2 separate regions of the Sus scrofa genome follow, and region 1 is linked to region 2. Evidence: chromatin contacts called from public Hi-C data. All regions are on one chromosome and are shown on one strand. The core of a region is the stretch at or near the end of the contact, and the rest is flanking DNA. Distances in the headings are between cores, read along the strand shown.

Evidence for each region. Hi-C and Micro-C count contacts between places; a contact is called where the count stands out from the background.
Region 1: a Hi-C map of liver shows a contact between it and region 2, with 5 times the contacts expected there. The contact joins two enhancer-like sites. A contact is called at or near these places in 4 of 47 Hi-C or Micro-C datasets (embryonic fibroblasts, liver and skeletal muscle).

The regions. Positions count from the first base shown.
Region 1 is chr9:77,551,869-77,557,006 of Sscrofa11.1, forward strand. No RefSeq gene overlaps it. Among named protein-coding and RNA genes, the nearest start is that of C1GALT1, 45 kb to the left of the region's middle. Within about 2 kb of position 3,048, at least 10 of the 83 cell types and tissues checked have an H3K27ac peak or open chromatin away from gene starts, as enhancers often do. A contact at or near this core is called in liver, where this site is marked.
Region 2 is chr9:77,446,776-77,451,587 of Sscrofa11.1, forward strand. All of the region lies in intron 3 of LOC102161092 (a long non-coding RNA gene), which reads right to left. Among named protein-coding and RNA genes, the nearest start is that of C1GALT1, 60 kb to the right of the region's middle. Within about 2 kb of position 1,701, at least 6 of the 83 cell types and tissues checked have an H3K27ac peak or open chromatin away from gene starts, as enhancers often do. A contact at or near this core is called in liver, where this site is marked.

The DNA of each region.
Region 1 (5,138 bases), core at 1,798-4,297, 110 kb after region 2:
TTGGCCGCATTCACATCATGTGGAAGTTCCTGGGCCAGGGATCCAACACACACTGCAGCTGTGGCAATGCCATATCCTTAACCTGCTGCTCCTACGCCAGAGGCACAGCAACTCGGGGTCCAAGCTGAGTCTGCAACCTACACCACCACTCACGGCAACGCCGGATCCTTAACCCACTGAGCAAGGCCAGGGATCGAACCCAAAACCTCATGGTTCCTAGTCGGATTCGTTATCCACTGAGCCACAATGGGAACTCCCCTGGTACCATTTATGTTGAATTTCACTTTACATTACTTCTGTCGTTAGATTGTAGAAAAATGGTAATAAAATCTAGGAAGTAGTTTGAAAGAAGTAATGATTCAGCTTTTTCTTCAGTTTTATACAAGTCTGTCTGCCTTACATCTGTACTGTTCAGTGGGGTGTGTGTGCACATGCATGTGAGCAATAGGAATAGAAAGGTACAGTTATTTCATTTTTATTTTTATGGCCAAACCTGTGGCATATGGAAGTTCGCAGGCTAAGTGTGGAATTGGAGCTACAGCTGCCAACCTGTGTCACAGCCATAGCAACAAGGGATCTAGGCCACATCTGTGACCTACACCACAGCTCACAACAACATCGGATCTTTAACCCACTGAGCAAGGCCAGTGATTGAACCCACATCCTCACAGATACAAGTTGGATTCATTTCCGTTGCACCACAACGGGAACTCCCAGGTATGGTTACTTTAATAGTTTTTTTTCTCTTTAAAATGTTAAAACTTGCTTTTCATGTGTATTAGATTTATGTAACAAATAATTTTATTCTATGTGGTAAAGATATATGCTTAATTAGACATAAAAGTGATTTATTATATAAAAATTAATTTTTACACACCTACTTGCCTGGATGAATTTCCCCTCCCTTCTTGCCTCTGAACTTCTGGCTCTTTGAATATTTCCCTATACTTTTCTTCTTTCATCCCATATCTCTTTTTTTTGGGCTGCGCCCCCAGCATGCAGAAGTTCCCAGGCCTAGGTTGGAACCCAAGCCACAGCGGTAACAATGCTGAGTCCTTAACTGCCAGGCCACCAGGGCAGCAGTTCTGTTATCTCCTTAGACTTGTTATTGCCCCCATTTTCCATTAGCGTATATGTTTTAAAGACCTTTTTTAAATCACATACTTTTTGTGAATTTCAGTTCCCTCTCACCAGCTGAAGGAACTTTCCTAGAATTCACAGAAAGGAGAAGGAAGAGAACATTTCTTAGAATTAATAGAAAGGACTCGGAGTTCCCGTCGTGGCGCAGTGGTTAACAAATCCGACTAGGAACCATGAGGTTGCGGGTTCGGTCCCTGCCCTTGCTCAATGGGTTAACGTGGTGTAGGTCGCAGACGCGGCTCGGATCCCGCGTTGCTGTGGCTTTGGCGTAGGCCGGTGGCTACAGCTCTGATTCAACCCCTAGCCTGGGAACCTCCATATGCCGCTGGAGCGGCCCAAGAAATAGCAACAACAACAACAAAAGACAAAAAAAAAAAAAAAGAAAGAAAGGACTCATGTAGAGAATACATGTCAATAAAATCCTAGAATTTCCTCTTTCCTATGGAAATGTTTCCTTTTAGATGCTACCACCCCAAAATGTGAGTGCATTTTTTAAATACTTGAAAACATTATTTTTAACCCCAAATTGATGTCATCTCCTCTGGCAAAAGTGGTGCATGAGATTTTGAATGGCACTCATTGTGGCAGAGGTAGCTTTTAGGAACAGAATCACAAGTATTTTTCTACTTTATTTGAAGCAGTGAAGCAGAGGATTCTCCTCTGGTTGCCATCGCCTGCTTCTCTGGGCACCATCATCTTGTGCTGTGACTTCCTCCTACCATCATGTTGGCTCTGAGGAAGGGATTTGTCTTCTCTCTTATTACCACAGCACAGACCAGACATTCCAGAATGTTCTAAAATAACAGAAGAAAAGGTCCAGAGAAGAATGTAGATATGCTCCCCAGATCCCTGGTGGGATCTTCTTGCCTTTTTCTAAGCTGTGTTTTCCTTGCCACCTGTTTCCAGAGGTAGCTGAACCACCCTCACTAGAAGCATCCCAGATACCACTGAATGTTTAAGAGTCTCAGCCAAATTGACATCAACCCCCAAGAAAAATGAGGAAGCTCTCCCTTCACCCCATTCTAAAGCTCTCTGCTCACTTCCTGCTGGAGAACTGGCCCCTCCACGGGAAACAGAGTGAAAACATTCACTACCTTCAGAGAAAATCCCACCTTTACCCTGAGGAGTGTGGTCTGGATTTGTAGCCCTGAAAGGAAAATCACCCAGTAATCTGACACTGTATTTCATGAAGTCTGTGTTGTTTGTTCTTTTTAGTTTGCTTTGGAGGGGTTTGGTTTGTTTTTTGGTCATGCCCATGATGTGGAAGTTCCCAGGCCTGGATTGAACCCTTGCCCCAGCAGAGACCCACGCCATTGCAGTGACAGTGCCAGATCCTTAACCCACTATGCCACAAGGGAACTCCATGTTCTTAAATCACACATTGGAGCAGCAACAGCCAAATCCAGGTGAGACTACACCAGGCTCAATCCTGTTCCTACTTCATCTTCCTGCATTAAGTGTTTCAAACACGTCTTAGGATCCCGTTTCAGCTACGGCCACTTAAATAGAATACAAATCAGCCTTGAAACTTAACAGAATGTTACTTTATAATGTCATCTTCCTTTTAAAACTAGCCAGTTTCAAACCAGTCTTCATCCTCTTTAAAATTTCAAAAGTGGAAGCAGAAAAAAAGGGTTGGGAAATAAATCACCTGTGTTATCTTAGTGATCCCTCACTAGTTCTGAGATCCTTAAGTAAAATAATACTTGGTGTTATTTTCCATCTGAAGGACTCATAAATTTACTAGGTTTGACCTTCTTTTCAGATTTTATTGTCTTTATATTCTCTTAAGCTAGTAAGTCTTCAAAAAATTTTACCAAATGGAAAACTGGTGTGCAGAGGTCAAGTGACTCAGAGCAAGTGAAGCAGAACTGAGTGGTGAAATTTAACCTGAGTCTGAAGTTTCATAACACACCAAGATCCAGTCTCCTTTATAATATACTGACTTAGAAGGTGGAAAGACGGTAACAACTGCTTGGTGCTGGTAAACTTTAAGATCACCAATGACCTCATTTATGGCTAATTGATTACCTCATAGTAATGTAAATTAGTGCTTTAATATGGAATCTTTGCTGTGTATTAAGCAGGGTAATTTAATTAGCCTCAGTAATTCAGTAGTCTTTACAAATCCTAAACTTGCAGAATATTTTCTAAATTTGCTCTTTAATAACACTAGATCACTGCATAGGATTATTTGAAACCTGCTTATCAGGATGTGCTTTAAAGGGTTCTTTTATTTTCCTTTCTGCATCTAAAATCTTGGATGTAGAATTACCCAAACTTCTTCTTATTACTGAAATTCAAATAAGTGAAGCAAGGGAAACAGATGGTATAAAAATGTGAGGCAGTGACTTTACCAAAAGTCCAGTTATTATCATCGGTGAGAGTATTATTTTTATTGTTTTTAACGAAGTTAAAGAAAGTAGATTCATTTACTTTGAACTGACACTTTTTTTCCAGACTCTACCTTGCATAATAGGGTGCTAGGATGTTAATGGTTTCCTCTCTAAAAGTTACTGTCTTTCTCACATCTAAGGATTGGAAATCATCCCCACCCCATGGTGTATCATGTTTACATTAGGAGCTGTCATCGTTACTTCCTCTTTCACCGCTCCACAGGTGCTTCTTCCTGAGGTTCAACCCAACCTGTTCTAAGTCAGCAAACATTTGACTTCTTTTATTAGCTTTAATATAAGTCAAAATCACACCCAGGAGGCTGGAGTGTGGTAAAATAGACATAAAATCTCCTAACACCCTCATAGTACACCAATCAATACACACCCTCTTTTATGTGAGAAAGAATGACAGAAATGATCTGACAAGGAACAGTCTGGCTTCTAGAGCCAAGGCACACTGACGTTTAAGAAAAACTGACGTAACAGAATGAATTTATTTAAAGCTAGAGGAGTCGTCAATACCAAACCTAGCCTAAACCCCCTGGATTGTGACCACAGCACACAGATATGTTTCAGCTATAATGTTTAACTAATGAAGTCACAGCTTGAGATCCTTTTAGTTGAACAAACACTTATGCATGACCTACTCTTTGCAGGCATCTTCGGGAGATATAATTCTTGCTCTCTGTGAATCTAAAATGTCATCTTTCTAATTTTCAACTAAATATGTAATTCTGTTTTTCCCCAATTCTATTTTCTTAAATCTCTTCATGTAAGACTGTATCCTAGAAGTCATTGAGTATGATATTCACAAAATTCCAGCTAGTAATTTTATCTTTTGCTCTCAATTCATCTCCCCACTGGAAGATAAAGACCGGGGTGGTGAAAGGGTGAGTTGGTGAATAGGAATAATTGCAGTCTACTCTCCTACCAAACTGAAATCACATCAGGCATGTGACCTTAACATATAAAATCAAAATTAGTATATTCACAATGTCTATGCCTCTCCAAATTTTTCACCTTTTCATTATTAGCTTTCTGACCCGTTTTTGGCAGATGAAATTGAGACTTAAAATGCGAAGTTCATAATGCAGTTTTAAAATCAGTAAATTTGTTTTCCAGTCATATTTTAGATTGCTAGATTGTCTGCCCATTGTTTCTCCAATTAAACCCAAGAACACATACATGTATGCCTACACACACAAACACATCCAATGTGGAGGCTCTGGTAGTCAGTCTATCCTCAGGGTTAATGGGACATTTTTAGGATCTGTTGCTGGCCTGAGATGAGCATGCAGGATTCACACCCACAGGGAAGCAAAGGGGATAGGTGTGTGCAGAGGGAGGTGCTGAACTCTAAAACAGACCTAAGAAGGGCCTGAGCCAGTGCCTCAAGGAAACTCTGGACCTGGGTTGGCCCTTCGGCCTTGTCCACCTGGCCCTTATACAGGTATCCTTCATTTTTCAAAAGTTGCTTTCCTCCACTTCACTTTTATGAAACAGCTATATTAGTTCCTATTTTTGCTCATCTGAAGAAATCCAAAGAGGGTTTTTACTTTTATGAAAGAAAGGTGAAAAGTGAAAATAGTATTCAGCATTGCT
Region 2 (4,812 bases), core at 451-2,950:
CAGAGATTGTTTACAGGGGCGGGGGGGTCAGTATTGAAATGACAAAGCCATGTCAGCTCAGTAGCTGAGGCAGCCATTTGCAAGATGATGAGAAAGCAAAGGAGATGAACGTGGTATAGATGTGGAGAAGAAACTGAGATTAGTGAAAAGAAGCTGCGATTAGGAGCTCCTTTTGTTGCTCAGTGGTTAACGAATCTAACTAGGAACCGTGAGGTTGTAGGTTTGATCCCTGGCCTTACTCAGTGGGTTAAGGATCCGGCGTTGCCGTGAGCTGTGGTGTAGGTTGCAGACGCGGCTTAGATCTGGCATTGCTGTGGCTCTGGAGTAGGCCAGCAGCAACAGCTCTGATTAGACCCCTAGCCTGGGAACCTCCATATGCTGCGGTTGTGGCCCTGGAGAAAAAACAAACAAAAAGAAGCTGAGATTACCTCAGTTCTGAACAGCTTTCTAGTTTGTGTGAGACCCAGGTGCACAGGATTCTGTGAAATATCTCTAACACTAAATAAATCTTCCTTGCTAATAACTATGCTAGTGTGAGCGGGTATCTTTTTCTTGCAACTAAAAAAATAAAAATCATTAATTTTAATATCTTGGTTTCTGTTTTTTAAAAATGCAAAGAATTATTAACAAAGCTATTGTCGACTGAAAAAAAAAAAAAAAAGCACAACCTAAACGTTGAGAATTATGTTTTATTTGGCCAAAAAAAACTCAGGACTTCAGGCCAGAAGACAGCTTCTCAGATAGCTCTGAGGGCCTTCTCCAGACAAATAAGGGAGCAGCCAAGATATATAGGAGTTTTGCAACAAAAGCCAGGTATCCAGAACATAGAAAGTTTACCATTAAAAGAAACCAGATATCTCAAGTTAAGGAATTTAGCGCTTTTTTACATATGGGAAATGTAAGAGTCCTCGCTCAATGAAATCATTCCTTTGATATGCACCTTGACTATCTAGGAGTTGTTTCCTGTTTTTTTTCCATCCTGAATTCCCTCAGGATGCAGAGTTGGGGGTGGCTGCTGGCTTGATGTCTGTCACATCCTTTGTTTACCCATATGGCAGGCAATATTTTTCCACTACACTATACATAAAAATGAACATCTTTATCAATCAATACACAAATTAAAATGTCAGAGAATTATAGGGTTTTTTTAAAAAAATCATCTGGTATAATGTTGAGTCTTTACTAATCCTTGACTGTTTTTAATCTTCCACCACTAGAGTAAAAATTTCTTCTGGGAAAATTCAGTTTTGCAGTTTCAAGAGTCAAGGGTCACAGAGTTCCCATTGCAGCTCAGCAGGTTAAGAACACGACATAGTGTCTCTGAGGATGCCAGTTCAATCCCTGGCCTTGCTCAGTGGGTTAAGGATCCAGCGTTGCAGTGAGCTGCAGCATTGTTCACAGATGCAGCTCCAATCCGGCATTGCTCTATCTGTGGTGTAGGCTGGCAGCTGCAGCTCTGATTCAACCTCTAGTCTGGGAATTTCCATATGTCTCAGGTGTGGCCCTAGAAAGGAAAAAAGAGGGGGGAGCAAAAGATCTAAAAAGACACTTCAGTAAATAAGATAGCAAGTAAACATATGACAGACAGTAAACATGGAGTTCCTGCTGTGGTGCGATGGGATCGCTGGTGTCTCTGCAGGGCCAGGAGGCAGGTTAAGGTTATATCCCCAGCCCAGCACAGAGGGTTAAAAGGATCCTGCAACAGTGCAGTGGTGGCAAAGGTCACAACTGTGGCTCAGATCTGACCCTGGCCCCAGAACTCCATATTTCAAGGCAGCCAAAAAAAAAAAAAACGGAGTCAAAGGTCAGGCATGAATTTTCCATTGTAAGCTCTCCTATAAGAGCTCATGCCAACAACTAAGGAAACCTAATGCTTTCTCTGCTCCCCTTTGTCCTTTTTCATCTTTCTCCAGACCTTCGATGTGCTTCAACATTTGTTACTGTGAAATCATCTTACTTTCATACTATTTCTCCAATGGATCTTGATCTTTAAGGCTAGAGTTTATTCCTGTTTTTATATCAAGTGGATGAGATATACCATGGGTTTGGGGAATATGTATAATTTATATTTATACATATGAATATAAATAACATGTATGTATATGTATATTTATAGTTATAAGTATATTCAATCAGAATAAAATTATTTAGCACACTTAAATCCTAATTTTGAAAGAGTTATCAAAGAATTTCACAATAGTCTTTCCAAGTGAGTTCCTAAATACACAGGGACCATGGTTTTTAATTCCCTTCTACATTGCTTCCAAAAAGAAAAAAAAAAAAAAAAAGATTTAGAGTTGTGTAACCTTCAGCTGTCCAATAAATAAATGTAGCTGAATTGAATCATTTCAATTATGAAAAGAAAATTACATTTGTGCCAAGTTTCAAGATGAAAATATGTTAGAGCAAAGTTGGGAAATGACAGTAAAATTTTTTGAGTTGCAGAAGTCAGCAATTAAGAGCAATATTCCAAAATAAGCACTGCCCATCTCCTGTGAATAAGCAGTTTATTTTGGCAACTGCAGAAGCTTGCCTTGGGTGGATCCATAATGATCCCATGCCATTGCTGTTTTCCTCCAGACTAGTTAGAGATCTGTTTGTTAGCTAGCTAACTGATTGCTACAGCTAAAACAAATATGTTTCATATAATTCTCAAACATTTTTTCCACTTTAACAAAGTTTATGTTCATAAAAGAAAATTCTGACAACTATGACAAAGTTGGAAAATGATTCAGAGATCCATCATCCAAACAGATCCACTCTTTTTTTAATATGTAATACAAAGAATTTTATATAATACATCTTTTTTTCTCCTTAGTTTCATTGAAATGTAATCGACATACAGTACTGTACAAATTGAAACCAAACAGCATAATAATTTGACTTACATATATCGTGAAATAATTACAAGTTTGGTGAACATCCATCACCTCGTATCGACACAAACAAAAGAAAAATTAGAAGTTCCCTTCATGCCTCAGTGGTTAACAAACCCAGCTAGGATCCATGAGGATGCGTGTTCAATCCCTGACCTTGCTCATTGGGTTAAGGATCCGGTGTTGCCACGAGCTGTGGTGTAGATCACAGATGTGGCTCGGATCCCGAGTTGCTGTGGCTGTGGAGTAGGCCGGCAGCTGTAGCTCTGATTCGACCCCTAGCCTGGGAACTTCCATACGCTGCAGGTGCGGCCCTTAAAAAGAAAAAAAAAGAAATTAAAGCAAAAATTTCTATATTCCTTTTGAAGAGAATTCTTCATATTTAATCTCTTAACAACTTTCTTATATAACATACAGCAATGTTAATTATGTTTATCATGTCCGTACATTACCAGATACAGTCTTAACATATTCTTCTTGTTACTTTCTTCTCATAGAAAAAAAATATTTATTAATTGCTTTTTGTATAGAATAATAAGCTAACCTGCATGAAATGCTGAGTAATTTATGATCTAAATTATAATACACCACTTTTCCATGAATTCTTTCAGACTTTTGTGCTCCAGGTCTAAGTTGCCCTGTGGAGGAAACACTTGAGCACAAATCACAATGTGTCTGGCTATCTGTGTGTTGAGGAAAAGAGGGGCAAGCATTCGAAAACAGTGCTTCTCAAACTAGACTTGTTAGTGTGCAGGTCTTGTTAGTATGCAGAGTTGGCAATTTTAACAAGCTCCCAGGTGATACAGAAGCTGCTAATCCATGGACACACTTTTAGAAGCAAGATCCTAACATAACCTGGAACGTAAAAGAACTGAAGGGAGATGTGTTGCCTTCACACATCTATCCACCAACAAGCCACTGCCACATCCCTGACCAATTTCTGGGAAAACATGAGACTATTTCTCATACCTGGAAAGTTTTCCACAGGCTGAGGGTAGGGTAGGGATTTATTCATTTCAATGTGTGTGAAAATATTGAGCAACCATAGTGAGTCTCTCCTCTACATGGGAAGGCTTGCAGAGTTCACAAAGTATCTGCTCATCTCTTTTCCTTTGGTAGTAAAACCTATTATATCTGGGCACAGAGTCTCCTAGGAAAAGGCTACACTTGCCAGCCTCCCTTGCAGCTGAATGTGGCCACGTTACCAACTTCCAGCCAATGAGCTCTAAGCAGAAGCATGTGTGAAAGCCATGTTTTGAGGATAGGAATTAAATCAAATTAAATTAAGATATTTTATTTGTCCTAGTTAGGATAAACTGCAGGCCAGTTGCAGTCAATTAAAACTTTAAATGAAAGTGCATACTCCAAGAGTTCCCACTGTGACTTGGTGGGTTAAGAATCCAACTAGTATCCATGAGGATGCAAGTTCAGTTCCTGGCCTCACTCAGTAGGTTAAGGATCTGGCGTTGCTGTGAGCTGTGGTGTAGGTCTTAGACACGGCTCCGATCTGGCATTGCTGTGGCTGTGGTGTAGACCAGCAGCTGTAGTTCTAATTCAACCCTCAGGTACATTTGGTGCTAAATGCTCCAAACAAAAAACCCATATCCTAGAAGTGACTATTCTAAATGTTTCTGTCCTCGATATCTAGATCACACCAAATTCTTTGCTAATGTTCTCAGTCAATTTCAGAAGGGGGTTTTACAGGTCTACCAACTGGTATAATGAATGCCAGAGAGGAACTCTCATTGGTTAAGTTGAAGATATTTAAGATATAAGGTTGGCTAAAATCTTTTAGAGACACTCTCCATCCTTCCATAAAGAGAGTAAAAGAATGCAATGAGCCTTGCCCTCTAGGAATAGGGCCTGAGGTTTGATCTCTAAATAATCCTGGATCACGCCTTTGGTTTTAGAGCTGCCTGATGTCAACAACTTAGAT